2 separate regions of the Mus musculus genome follow, and region 1 is linked to region 2. A link is a contact called in public HiChIP or PLAC-seq data. All regions are on one chromosome and are shown on one strand. The core of a region is the stretch at or near the end of the contact, and the rest is flanking DNA. Distances in the headings are between cores, read along the strand shown.

What was found. HiChIP or PLAC-seq counts read pairs in DNA pulled down with a chosen protein or histone mark.
Region 1: a contact with region 2 is called in an H3K4me3 HiChIP or PLAC-seq map of embryonic stem cells, with 75 read pairs. The contact joins two enhancer-like sites. A contact is called at or near these places in 1 of 39 promoter capture datasets (embryonic stem cells), 2 of 15 datasets of contacts at CTCF or cohesin (embryonic stem cells and large pre-B cells), 50 of 484 Hi-C or Micro-C datasets (3T3-L1-derived adipocytes, 8-cell embryo, the AML12 cell line and 37 more), 27 of 115 datasets of contacts at active chromatin or transcription factors (the 230-238 cell line, Th17 cells, bone marrow-derived macrophages and 18 more) and 4 of 9 other capture datasets (adipose tissue, liver, macrophages and 1 more).

The regions. Positions count from the first base shown.
Region 1 is chr2:157,456,161-157,462,759 of GRCm38.p6, forward strand. It overlaps Src (Rous sarcoma oncogene), which reads left to right. Exons shown (of 15, transcript NM_009271.3): 4 at 917-1,171; 5 at 2,374-2,473; 6 at 2,683-2,700; 7 at 6,550-6,599. The coding sequence starts at 925. Among named protein-coding and RNA genes, the nearest start is that of Src, 35 kb to the left of the region's middle. Within about 2 kb of position 2,546, at least 169 of the 459 cell types and tissues checked have an H3K27ac peak or open chromatin away from gene starts, as enhancers often do. A contact at or near this core is called in embryonic forebrain, embryonic stem cells, epiblasts and 6 more, where this site is marked.
Region 2 is chr2:157,324,441-157,330,557 of GRCm38.p6, forward strand. It overlaps Ghrh (growth hormone releasing hormone), which reads right to left. Exons shown (of 5, transcript NM_010285.3): 5 at 5,056-5,195. The coding sequence ends at 5,157. It overlaps Rpn2 (ribophorin II), which reads left to right. Exons shown (of 17, transcript NM_019642.4): 17 at 1,271-1,878. The coding sequence ends at 1,283. Among named protein-coding and RNA genes, the nearest start is that of Ghrh, 19 kb to the right of the region's middle. Within about 2 kb of position 3,966, at least 44 of the 459 cell types and tissues checked have an H3K27ac peak or open chromatin away from gene starts, as enhancers often do. A contact at or near this core is called in embryonic forebrain, embryonic stem cells, epiblasts and 6 more, where this site is marked.

The DNA.
Region 1 (6,599 bases), core at 1,296-3,795, 130 kb after region 2:
TTTCTTTCTTTCTTTCTTTCTTTCTTTCTTTCTTCCTTCCTTCCTTCCTCTCTTCCTCTCTTCCTCCCTTCCTCCCTTCCTCCCTTCCTCCCTTCCTCCCTTCCTCCCTCCCTCCCTCCCTCTTTCTTTCTTTCTTTCTTTCTTTCTTTCTTTCTTTCTTTCTTTCTTTCTTTCTTGATTTATATGTAAGTAAGTACACTGTAGCTGTCCTCAGACATCAGGAAAAGGAATCAGGTCTCGTTACAGATGGTTGTGAGCCACCATGTGATTGCTGGAATTTGAACTCAGGACCTCTGGAAAGGCAGTCAGTGCTCTTAACTGCTGAGCCACCTCTCCAGCCCCAGTCCACCTCTTTTCACCATGTGGGTCCTGGGGATTGAACTGAGGTCAGCAGTGTCTGTGACAGGTGCCTTTACCTGTGTAGCCATCTGCCTGACCCAGGAAGTAACTTTGAGCTGACAGCTGAAGGAAACTGAGTTGGGAGGTGAAGCTGTCAGGGAATAGTGTTTGCAAAGGTCCTGTGACCAGGAGGCCTGGCCATCCCTTCTTCAAGCCACCGTACTGTACTGCACCTTCCCCCAGTGTTAGACGACTTGTCAGGCATGGATTCATTCAGCAATCCTTAAATGAGCCCCTCCTATGTGCTGGGGACATAGATATGACTCAAGTGTCCCTGCCTAAGAAAGACTGAAACTGACTTTGGGTCCAGCAGTCAGGACTTTGGACTGGTATGTCTTCTCTCCATAGCTGTGTCCTAAGGTGCCAGCAATTCATTTGACAGGTGTAATGAGACGAGTCCTCCCAGGGTGGCTAGTCCCCTTCTTAGGACCTCAGTTTCCCTATCCGATAAGTGGGTGGGGTGGCTTGTCTCCTCCCAGAGGCTCTCCTCTACCTCGGGGATTTCTGTCGCCCCTAGCCAGGACCATGGGCAGCAACAAGAGCAAGCCCAAGGACGCCAGCCAGCGGCGCCGCAGCCTGGAGCCCTCGGAAAACGTGCACGGGGCAGGGGGCGCCTTCCCGGCCTCACAGACACCGAGCAAGCCCGCCTCCGCCGACGGCCACCGCGGGCCCAGCGCCGCCTTCGTGCCGCCCGCGGCCGAGCCCAAGCTCTTCGGAGGCTTCAACTCCTCGGACACCGTCACCTCCCCGCAGAGGGCGGGGCCTCTGGCAGGTCAGCCCTCCCCCTTGCTGTGTGTCCCTGAGCTGTGGTGCACCCTCTCTGGGTTCTGGGGACTCGGTTTTCCCGAGGCTGCGAATGGGGAAGGATTCGTAAACTGGAAAGCGGGGCTCCTGGCGCTTTCGGGCTCCCAGGTTCAGAGTATATAACGGGTTCTGAAGGAGAGGGTTGTAGGGGAGGGGACCCTGAGGCCCTCAGGGGATGGACCGCCACGGACTAGCTGCCGCCTCCGCCCAGCCTTTGTTCCTGGCTCTGCTGTGCGATGGCCCGAGTGCGCCCCTGCGCCCTCTGCTGGCGCTGTGTGGTGCGGCAGCCCTGCCGCCCAGGAGCTGAGCGGGGTGACTCACGCTCCTGCATGCATGGCTACACACCCACACGTGCAAATCCCACACTCTGACGGAGCCATACTCACGGCTGCACGCCCATGCGTGCAAATCCCACGCTCAGACAGAGCCACACGCATGGCTGCACACCTACACGTACAAATCCCACCCAGACTCAACCATGTTATATGCCCACATTGGGCATGAACCCACACTGAGTGGAGACACCAACAATTCCTAGAGACACCTGGGCCAGAGCACACACAGATACAGGTGTGCATACAACCTCGCCCCCTCAGATGGGCCTGTCTACCATCTTGCATGCAGAATGCAGACACGGGATGTAGGGGTTCCCAGCTCCACATCCCACCACAGGAACTTGGTTGTGGTGAGACCTTTGGACGGGCAGCCCACTTCCCGCCATGCAGCCACACACCCATTCGATCATTTGAGAAGCATTTGTGGAGCCTCGGGCAACCGAGGGTGGGATGCAGGATTCCACGGAGCAGCTGTGGGTGAGGGGAGAATCAGGGGAAGGGTCCTGAAACTTGGACCAGAAACCTCGAGCTGCCAGGCACACACACAGGCAGAGTCCCTTAAGTGTGGGGCTTGGGGCATCTTCTGTGTGCTGCCCCTGAGTGCAGAGCAAGGGAGCCTGATCTCGGGGGGGGGGGGGGACAGGGACGGGGGGGACGGGGACGGGGACGGGACTTCTGCTTGTGTCAATAGACTCATTAGATAAGGAACACCTAGTCTGCAGCCCAGCAGGAAGGCACAGCGTACTTAGCTTCCTCCCAGGGACAGGCTGGTGAGTGAGAACGGCGCCTGACCCAGCCCCTGCAGGGTTCTGACACCTCTCATCCTTCTCTGCAGGTGGGGTGACCACCTTTGTGGCCCTCTATGACTATGAGTCACGGACAGAGACTGACCTGTCCTTCAAGAAAGGGGAGCGGCTGCAGATTGTCAATAACACGTGAGTGGCCTGGCGGGGACTGCACTGGGAGCGTGGGTCTGTCTTACCGAGAGCTGCCGGCAGAGGGCGGTGCAGAGCCTACAGGGCTGCTTCTGCTCTTGGTGGGTGGCGGCCCTCCCTAGACCCCAACCAGTATCCTCCCTTGTCCTGGGCCCTGTCTTCGCACCTCAGCCTCTCCTTCTCTCTGCTTCTCTCTCGCTGGCCCTTAGGAGGAAGGTGGATGTCAGGTGTGTACCGAGGCCAGGTAGAGGGGGATGCTTCGCTGAGGCTGGGGGCTGCTCTCTGCATGTGCTTCCTCCACCGCCCCTGTGTGTTTCCAGCTCTCTCCCCGTCCCTTTAGCTTACCCTGCATCCCACCTGTATGAGCCGACCCTCCATCTTCTCCCCACACCTTCCTGTTAGCTCTCTTCCTCCCTGTTCTGATTTGTGATTCCACATTGGGTGCCAGCTACATGCAGGACCCAGTGTATTCTGTAGGCCAGGGAGGGAGGCAGTGTGGTGGGGAGTGGGTTACACCAGACCAGGTCAGGGGTGGATAGAAGCAGGCCGGGGTCCCTGCAAGATGTCCCCGGGAGAGGGGGCTGTCTCTATCAGACTGCCCATCCAAGGAAGGACAGTGAGCCACAGCAGGTAAGGGCAGCATCCCTGGGAGGGGGGCAGCTGCTGGTTGGAGGTATGTGCTGGGCTGTGGAGGCCTCTCCCTGGAGCAGGTAAGGCTTGGGGACTTTGATTTGAGCTGCTCTGGAGGGTAGAGAGGATCCATCATAAAGTGCCCCAAAGGTCTGGCTAAAGAGGTAGGCTTTCCGTCTCCCTGGGCGTGTCTCGCTGCTCATGCCTCCCGTTCCTCGTGCATGCTACTCCGTTTGCCTGAAATACTTCTCCTGTATCCATCTGGTGAACTCCTATTCAGCCCTCAAGATCCAGGGAGGGGATGCCCGTTGTGTGAGGCAAAAGTGAGCAGGTTCCACGTTCTGCACCGGTCACTGTCATTCATACCCCTCCATCTCGTTATCTCTGATCCCCGGGGGGTGGGGTGGGGACAGCAGCAATGGTGGAGGGGCTGGCTCTATTTTGTGAATGAGGAAACTGAGGCTCAAAGTCAGGAAGGCCCTTGTCCAAGGTCATGTGGCTACCGATAGCAAGCCCAGGATGGGACCTGGGCACTTTCTCTTCTTTTCCTGGACTGGCGCCCTGGGGAAGAGACCTCCCTAGTACCTCCCCACCAGTGTGGCCAGCTGCTCCTTCCCTCCTAAAGGGAAGCCCTGAGTTCCCATTGTCCCCAGCTGCTGGTGGCACTGGTGGCCAGGAGGAGGAGCAGTGTGACCCTGGCGCTGAAAGGATGGTGTCCCAGAGCCACACGGCTGATAGAGGCAGAGGTGAGAGAAGGAATGGCCACAGACCTTGGAGTGTGTGCCGCTGGTGGAGACTGCCCTGTGGGGAGTCTCTGCACAAGTGGCAGGAGGCAGGAAAGGCTTGGGGACTTGGACTCTGTGTCTTTGGGGTCACAGCAGCCTCCACGCCTTTGGGGTGCAGTTTCTTTCTCCTCTCTTGTCGCCTTTTAGGACAGTGGGGACCTGTACAGCCAGGCAGCCAGAGTCAGTCACAAGGGAGTCTCCTCCACTGGAGGTCCCCGGGTGGTGGGGTCACAGGAATGAATGGTGGGGCCAGGATCTGGCTGTTAGACCTGCTGCCGGGGCCTCTGATCAACCCCTGCTCTGCCCAGAGAAGTTCAGGTGTCTGTCTGGTGGAGAATGCCATTGTTCTCAGCTCAGCATGTTCCCCACCTCTTCCTAGCTGAGAATCTGGGGCCCCTCGCATGGGAGAGTGCCAGACTCCTGACCAAACCAGTTCCTGGCTACCGGAGGCAAGGCTGTCCTCCTAGACCCTTGGCATAGGAAGTGGGAATTGATGCCCCATTTCTAGGGTAGGTGCACTGACGCGTAGGTGCTCATTCCTGCTCTGGCCCAGTCTGAAGCTATGACAGACTCCACTTACTAAATATTGCCTCCTTTATAAATGTGAACATGAAAACCCAGAGAGGGCATGCTGTTTGTCCAAGGTCACACAGTTTTCCTCCAGGAACTACTCAGCTTAGGTTTTTGAAGTTTGGGGAGGTGGGGGGGAACCTGTCAGGCTGCTCATTCTGGCTATAGTTTGACCACCTCATTCTGTGGTTTCTGATGTCAAACTGGGGTCCCATTCTGGTACAGACTGTCTTCTGCCCCAGTCCTCCTGTCTCCTGGCTTCCAGGGATCTCAGCTCTGCGGGTTGGGAGAGCTTGCTGCTTTTGGCTGTCGATGTTAGGGACCCCCTGATTTCAGCCTCTCTCTGCCATTGATTATGCTGTGTGGCTTTGGGCAAATCATCTCCTCCTCTGTGCCTCAGTTTCCACAATCTATAAAGAAAACACTGGTCTTCTTACCAGAGTGGCTGGGTCTTCCACCTCTCTCAAATGTAGTTTCCTCAGCTGGGGTGGGGGTCTCGCCTTCTTTCTTGTTGGATGATCTTGGGGGTCAAACCAGAGGGAAATGTGTGTACACCAAGCAAGGGTGGAGCTTTGGGGCAGGGGTGAGCTTGCACCTTGCCTGTGTGTGTGTCCCTCATGGCTCCACTCACATCTTCTTCACTGCTCATGTCCACCTAGAAGGGACCCCTCTGGCCCAGCGTTAGCCAGGGTCTGATGCTCACCCGGCCTCCAGCCCATCTTTCAAGCCTCCCAGCTCTGCTTGCTCCTGGCCTCGACTTCCCCATCTGTGAAGCTGGGCAAACATGTGCCCAGATCTCCAGTGCATTCAAGTTGGGGCTGTGTGACTCAAGACCAGGGTGGGAATGCTGTGTGTCTTCTCAGGGTCAAAGCAGGGACAAGGTCACCAGCTGACTAATTTAACTCCCATCTTGTGTACCCCTCCAAGCTTTGCATGAAGAGCTGCAGAGCCATTGAGCCTCGTAGTACCCACAGGGAGGCACCTGGCTTGGCTATGTGACCTTGCACAGAGCCCTTTGCTTCTCCAGCCTCAGTCTTCCCATCTGTACAGGGGGTGTGGGAAGGGCTGGACCCTAGCTCCCAGGCCTCGTTCTCCGATCTTCCCTCAAACCTCCAACCTTTTCCCTGTCCCCTTTGGTTGCTTTGGATGTGAGGTCTCTGGCTGCCCCCTGGACCCTATCACCAGTGTCCCCAGCACTGCCTGGCTCTCTCGCTCTCTCCCTCGGCCCCCTGCCACGGCCTCTCACCACCCCCATCTCTGCCTCTTCTCTCCTGTCGGGCTCTCGCTTGCTCCTCCCTCCTCTGTCTCTGGACCCCTGCTCCAGCCAGACCTGGTTCACATTCAGATGGCTGCAAAGGTACTTCTGCCCCTGCCCCTCCTGCCCAGGCCCAGAGCCCGAACCTGCTGGGATCCCTCCTCCTTCCTGCCCTCCTCCCTCCTCCCCCTCTTCCTGGGGCAGTTAGTGTAAGAGCACTGGGGCTCAGCCACCTCATTTCCCCATGACTTGCTGTGTGACTTTGGGCATGGCCCAGTTCTCTCTGGCTTCACTTCCCCAGACAGGGCTAGGCTGCAGGAGGAAGCCTATAGGTTTTGGTTAAGGACTTTAAGGTGTGAGCTATGGTTTGGAACAGGGGCACGTACTGTTGTTTGAAGGGATAGGCCTGAACTATTGCCGGGCCAGAAGCGCCAGCCCTTGTCTCCATCGGGCATCCAGGCTCTCAGGGCTTGGGGAGAGTTTGAAGGTCTAATGTGGCATCTATCTCATGTAAACTCTGCTTTTCCCATCCCTGCCCCAGACAGCGAGCTTCCTCCCTTCCTCTCTCCTAAGGCACCTGCAGGCCACTCTGCGCTTCTGGACACTTCAGTCTGGGGTGCGTGGGGCTCAGTTCTGCTGAGGTTTTAGGTGGCATCCCTCTGGGTCAGTATGTCATTATGGAGGTGGATGTCCCAGGCCAGTTCCTGCTGGCTTGCTGTGTACGCAGGCTGGCTCAGCTTCCTCTGCTGCGGAGCCTGGCCGTGTACCTGGGGAGGTCAAGGTTACCGACCCCGATCCCCCGTGACCTCATTCTTTGCTCCCTCCCTCCTGCTCAGAGAGGGAGACTGGTGGCTGGCACACTCGCTGAGCACGGGACAGACCGGTT
Region 2 (6,117 bases), core at 2,716-5,215:
AGCCCTGGCGTAGGCTGTCCCTCGCCCACCCTTGTTCTTTTGGTTTTGCCCTAAATTTCAGTTGCTCTGTGTGAGATTTACCTTCAGAACTAGTTCTTCCTGCGACAGTCTTTTGTTCTTTTGTTCTTTACTCTGATCCCTCCTGCTAGCCAAGTCTGGTCGGTCGGTCGTTAGAGCCTTTGGGACTTGGGCCGGGGACCCCATGAGCTGGCTCAGTGCTACTGACTAAGGGCACAAGCTGGTTTGAACGAGTATAATGGAGTCTTTCCGTTGTTGGCCAAGGTCTGGGGTTTTGAGTTCTGCTGCCACATTTCATACCCTTGCTGTCCTTCCAGCCTGGACACTGTCAGGCACAAGTTTAATGTGAGGAAATTGTGAGCACCGGTAAAGATTTAAAGGCACGTCCTGGTCTGTACGCTCTAGCGCCGTGCCTGCATGCCCTCCTGAGGACTGCTTTATCAGTTGGGTTGAAGCCTGCCATTCTGTGAGACTGGTAGGATCTTCCCAGTCCTTACTGGGGCCCGCCCGCCGCCTGCTGAGGCCATGCTCTGGTGTGCCTGCTGCTTGCTTGCCACTCGTCCCTGTTGCTCTCCATTCGGTTACATTCCCCTCTCCTGCCTCCACAGCACTTCCCACAGGGACTGGTGGGAAGAAAATGGCCGAGAGATTCTCATCTGAGTAGTGCACTATCCCAGCACTCAAGAGACTGAGGCAGGAAGATCATAAGTTTGGGGCCAGCCTGAGCTACATAACAAAACCCTATCTCAAAAAAAAAGGACTCAAACCTACCAACCAGTCAGCCAACTAGCCTACAAACCAAAAAAGGAAGGAAGAGCAAACGAACAAAACTGTGGTTTTATGAGCTAAGGGCCCTTTTCCATACTTGCTCTGTGTTAGATTAGTTGCTGAGTCTGTACTGGCAAGAATGCAGGCAGCCAGCAGGATTAAACTCTTGATTCTTTCTGACTGAAGTCTTCCCTGTTGGCCTGTACTGTGAGGGGTGTGCCTGGAATTACCTCATCCCTGTATTTTCACATGCTCCCTCCTCAGTCCTCAGCTTACTTCATGGTTTTCAGGTCATCATGGGCCTCAGCTATTTTTTTGAAATGAGACGGGGCATTTACAAGTGGAACCAGTAGATACAGGCTGTCCCCTTGTCAATCACATCTTCTAGTGGGAGAATGACTTAGTCTCCCTGTTGTCCCACGTAAGAACTGTAACTGTGCTTTAAACCATCAGTGATTGTATGTCTGTCTGCGTTTCCTTCCAGAACAGCACATTAGTTCCAGAAGAAGTCTGAAGACCCTGAAGGCTGAAATGAACATTTAACAAGGAGTGGGGACAGTTCATGGTGTGAAAGGAAGAACTGGGGACACAACAGGAGGGAGGAGATGCCTGTTCGTTAAAAAGAGAAAAGCTGAGCTGTGCTTACATGTTTACTTGTTTCTCACTTTTTGCTTCACAGAGCAGACATGTTTGGGCCCAGATTGTCTGTCCCTTTGTCTTGATGCCTGGCAAGATGCTGTGAATATCCCAGGCTACCCAGATGTTGTATTTGAAAAGTTGAAATCTGTAATTCATCATCAGCTTTGGAATAAAGAGAATGGTGGACTCCCAGTGTTGATGGAGCCTTGCATGTGTGATATGAAGACTCAGCAGTCTTCAGTTGGGCCATCTCACCCCTTTCTTAAAAGTACTAAAAGTGGCTAGAAAAAGCCTGTGTCCTTTCGGCTCCAGTAGCAAACACTTTGTAGGAGCCCTGCTTGTCTTTGAAGATTCTTCTCTTCAAAAGACCTGCTCTAGGCTTTTGCCTTGAACATTTGGGCTTGGTGTGTAGAGAAGGGTTAAAATTTTGTCAATAAAAAGCTGACTGCCTCGGTCCATTTCTTCTGTGATAAAATGCACCAAAGCAGCAGGTGACTTAGAGACAGTAAAATAGAGCACTTACAGGCAGTAAGATGATTTATAAGCAATAAAATAGATGGATGGATGGATAATTTATAAATAAAAAGGTAGATTGGTGTGTGGATATTGATAGAAAGGTAGATAGATAGATAGACAGACAGACAGACAGACAGACAGACAGACAGATAGGCAACCCAATAGTCCTAAGAACTAGAAGGCGCTGGCAGAGCTGGTAAGTAGTAAGAGAGACTGCTACTTCCAGATGATGTTGATGTCAATGCCGTATCAGTGTTCCCAGTGACAGAATAACAAAAAAGCAGCTAGCCTAGCTAATTCCCCTGGCCCTTGAATAGAGGTAATAATCTATACACTAGTGTGAGCCACCCACCTCTTAGTACAATGCATTGGGGATCTTTCAGCATGGTTTTGGAAGGACTCTAATTCAGACCGTAGCACTGACTGACCACCTTTGTTATCCCAACACTCCTACTGCAAGGTGGGAGTCCCCCTGTCCTGGAGTACACAGAGAGGCCCTGCCTTAGCAAGACATGCGCACATGGGCAGGCAAACCCACACACAAATGTGTTTGACTAGTTTGCCCCGTTGTCTTTAGTGCTTTTGAAACGTGATACATTTTGTGGTGACATTCATTTGTAATCCACACAGGAGGCTGAACCAGGAGGAACATGGGATCCAGACGAGGCAGAGCTATCCGTCTTAGCGGCTTTGTTAAACTTGGCGTCTACAGGTTGCTTTCCAGCCTAACTAGGTTTTGCCGTGGTGAGGAAATGAGGGTTTTAGATGGGGAAGGGAAAGAGATTCTCGAACTCTAGGAATAGTTCTATCTGGAATTCTGCAGTTGTAGACCTCACCTCTCCCAAGGGTTGCAGACCTGTGCAGTGGTCTGTAAGCATCTTGTTTTGTCCATGGTGGTTAACATTTCAACTAGATTTCAACATTGAGACGATTGGACTAGAAAGGTGAGCCCTGTACCTATAGTTAAACACTGAGTATGCTTGCAATCTCAACACTGGAAGACAGACAGGCAAGATCCTAGAGCTCGTGCCTGTCAGTCAGATGGTGCCTGAAGTTAACCCTGGCCTCCGTGAGCGCGCGCGCACACACACACACACACACACACACACACATGTTCTTTTCTGGGAGAATTTCTATTTTAAAAGCCTGGATTTTGAGGGGCTGAAGTGGTTAAGAGCAGATACTGCTCCCACAGAGGACTCCCACATTCAGCTTCCAGCACCCACATGGGGCAGCTCTCCACCACCTTAACTCCAAGCTGGCCAAGTGGGCTAGGCTGGCTGGCCATCGAGACCCCAGGTCTGCCCATCTCCTCCTCCCTCCTTTTGGGAGTGTAAAAGCCGCACAGTGCCTGGCGACTTTTATGGGCCCTGGGGTTCTCATGCCTTCACGCCCCAATGAGTCCTTCCCCCCCCCCCCCCCCCCGCTCCTAAGGATTATTAAGTATTTGGTAAGGCAAGATCCCACTGGGTAGCACAAGCTGGCCTGGAACCCATGACCCTCTGCCTCAGTCTCCCCAGTGTTGGGATTATAAACACGAACCACCAGGCACAACCCTTTGACTCTCTGGTTGGTTTGACTTGATGATGGTTTCACAGGTAGCAATCAGGTGTGGCCCATCATAAATCATGAGCACCTCCATTGTGACCAGAAGCCCCATATGCGGTTTGTTCCAGGTTGACCTGTGCCCTCACTTCATGTCCCAGTTCATAGTACTGAGGGGCCTGAAACCTTACAGCAATACAAGAGCGATCACCACCCCATACTACACACACACACACACACACACACACACAGCCCTGGGCTTGCTCCCTCTTGGATGTGTGACCTGGTACCAGTCACCTGACAGTTGGTGGAACTGTAAGTGGCCTCTGGCCCCTCCAACGGTCAGTTGTAGGGAGCAGTGGGGGGAGTCTCCCTGTGAATGCCAACTTAATGAAAGGGACAAGTCCTCCATTGATTAGAAAACATCTTTAGTGCAATGAAAGTAGCCCTTAGTCTTAAGTAGGGCCCCTCAGGAGCGAGCTTCTCTAGGGGGAGGAGTTAAGTCTTTTAAGCGGCCACTAGCGTCCCAGTTAATGGAGATAAAGCCCAGGGTGGCTGCAATGGATTTGCCCTCCTGTAATTGTATTCACCTCAAAACCCACAAGTAGCCTTGGTTCTCAGCGGCCATTATTTCATCTGAAAAACTAATTGAAAGTGGAGAGCGCCCCGAGCTTTCGCCTTTGTTGGGACAGGGCAGGGAAAGAGATGAGCAGGTGGGGCCGGGAAGGGAGGTGGGGAGAGTCTCCCTTTCAGCTCAGCTCCCTCTTTGTCCCAGACCTTGGCAGGTTCCCCGCCTCCTGCCTCTGCCTGCCCTCCTGGGCTAGCCTTCTCCTCCAGAGGAGCTTTTGTTCCCGTTGTTCTCATTGTCTCCACCGGCCACCGAAAGGCCTCCTGCAGAGCACTTCCCACGCTTTCCATTGCTTGCCCAGGCTCTGGGGGAGCAGGTGGGAGATAGGAGACCTGGCTGCAGCGCCACGTGCTTCCCTTTCCTGCTGGCAATGAACTAGGCTGGCTGGGAAAACCAAGAGCTAGGAGTCCCATTCGATTTTAAATGCTGGGGTTATTTTTACACTTTTAATCAGTCATTCCAGACATCCCGTCATCCAGGTTTCACAGTTGTCAATTTTTTTAAGGCTTAATTTACTCGGGTTTGTTTGTTTGTTTGTTTGTTTGTTTGTTTGTTTTGAGAGTGTCCAATGTAGCCCAGACTGTCTTGGAATTTACTATGTAGCCAAGGACAGTCACCTTTTTTTCTGAGACCTCTCACCGGTACTCTCAGACTAGATTAAACTAATTAGCCAGTGAGCCTCAGGGACCCGTCTTACTTGGTCTCCACATCTCTGCCACCACGGGCACGCACTCCCATGCCTGGCTTTTCTGTGGGTGCTGGGATCTGAGCTCTTCATCTTCATGCTTACTTGCACAGCAGGAACCTTACCAGCTGAGCTGCCTCTCCAGCTCCAGCTGTTTTGCACCATTATATTTCATCATGCTACTTGGGAGAAATAACCATATAAGCCATGTTTTTAAAAAAAAAAAAAATCAGATTGACAATAAAGGAAGCTGAAGTGCAGATGAGAATGGGGGTTTTATTGTATTTACAGAGGACGGAAAAGGTCAGAGCTGAAGCAGAAGTAACAGGGTACAGTTGTGTTTGGGGCTCGGGGGGCTCAAGCGTCCGCTGAAGGCTTCATCCTTGGGAATCCCTGCTGCAGAAAGAAAGAGACACTCAATCCAGATGCCAGGGCTCCTGAGCCACCAAGATGACTGGGGTTCCAGGCAGGGGCAGGACTTCCAGGTTCCCAGAGACAGGAAGCATGGGCTGGAAAGATGCTAATGGCTGCACCATGTAGAGGCCTGCTTACTCCCTGCCCCACTAACTGGCTGCCACTGAGACCCTGGGCTGGTCACTTCCCTTCTGACCCTTAGACAGGACCGGCTTCTTCCCATACATCCATGTGCCATACCCTACAAACCATTCTGTTGGTCACAAGTTGAGTGGCCAACCTCACAAGAACAAGTGGGACTCTTTCCCTGCCTCTGTGAGGCAGACTCCAATGAGCGCAGAAGCGACCGGGTGATCTGAATACAGCTGATGCCTGGCCTGGGCCTTCACACTCAGAGTCCATGGGATGGATGTCTCCAGGGTAAGAGAATGGCTAAACCAGAAGGTCAGCTTCCTCCCAGGAGGGTTAGCAGAGGGAATGGGCACAATTTGTTCTCTTCTACTCCATGTATATTTTATTTTGAGGCAGGGTCTCCTACTATAGCTCAAGCTGGCCAGGGAACTTTTTATTTTTAAGATTTATTCGTGCCTGTATTTTATGTATATGGGTGATTTATCTGCATGCGTGTGTGCAAACCAGAAGAGAGCATTCAACCCCATGGGACTACTTACAGATGGTCGTGAGCCACCATGTGGGTGCTGGGAATTGGATGCAGGACCAGAGCAGCAACTACTCCTAACTGTTGAGTCCTTTCTCCAGTCCTGGCCTCGAACTATCAATTTCCTGTCTTAACCTCCCAAATATGGGGTAACAGGGCGCAAGCCAGCAAGTTCTACCTCTCTCAGGTCCCTTGTAATATGTGGAGGGGACAAGGATCTGTAGCCATCTCTCTTTGGGCTCCAGA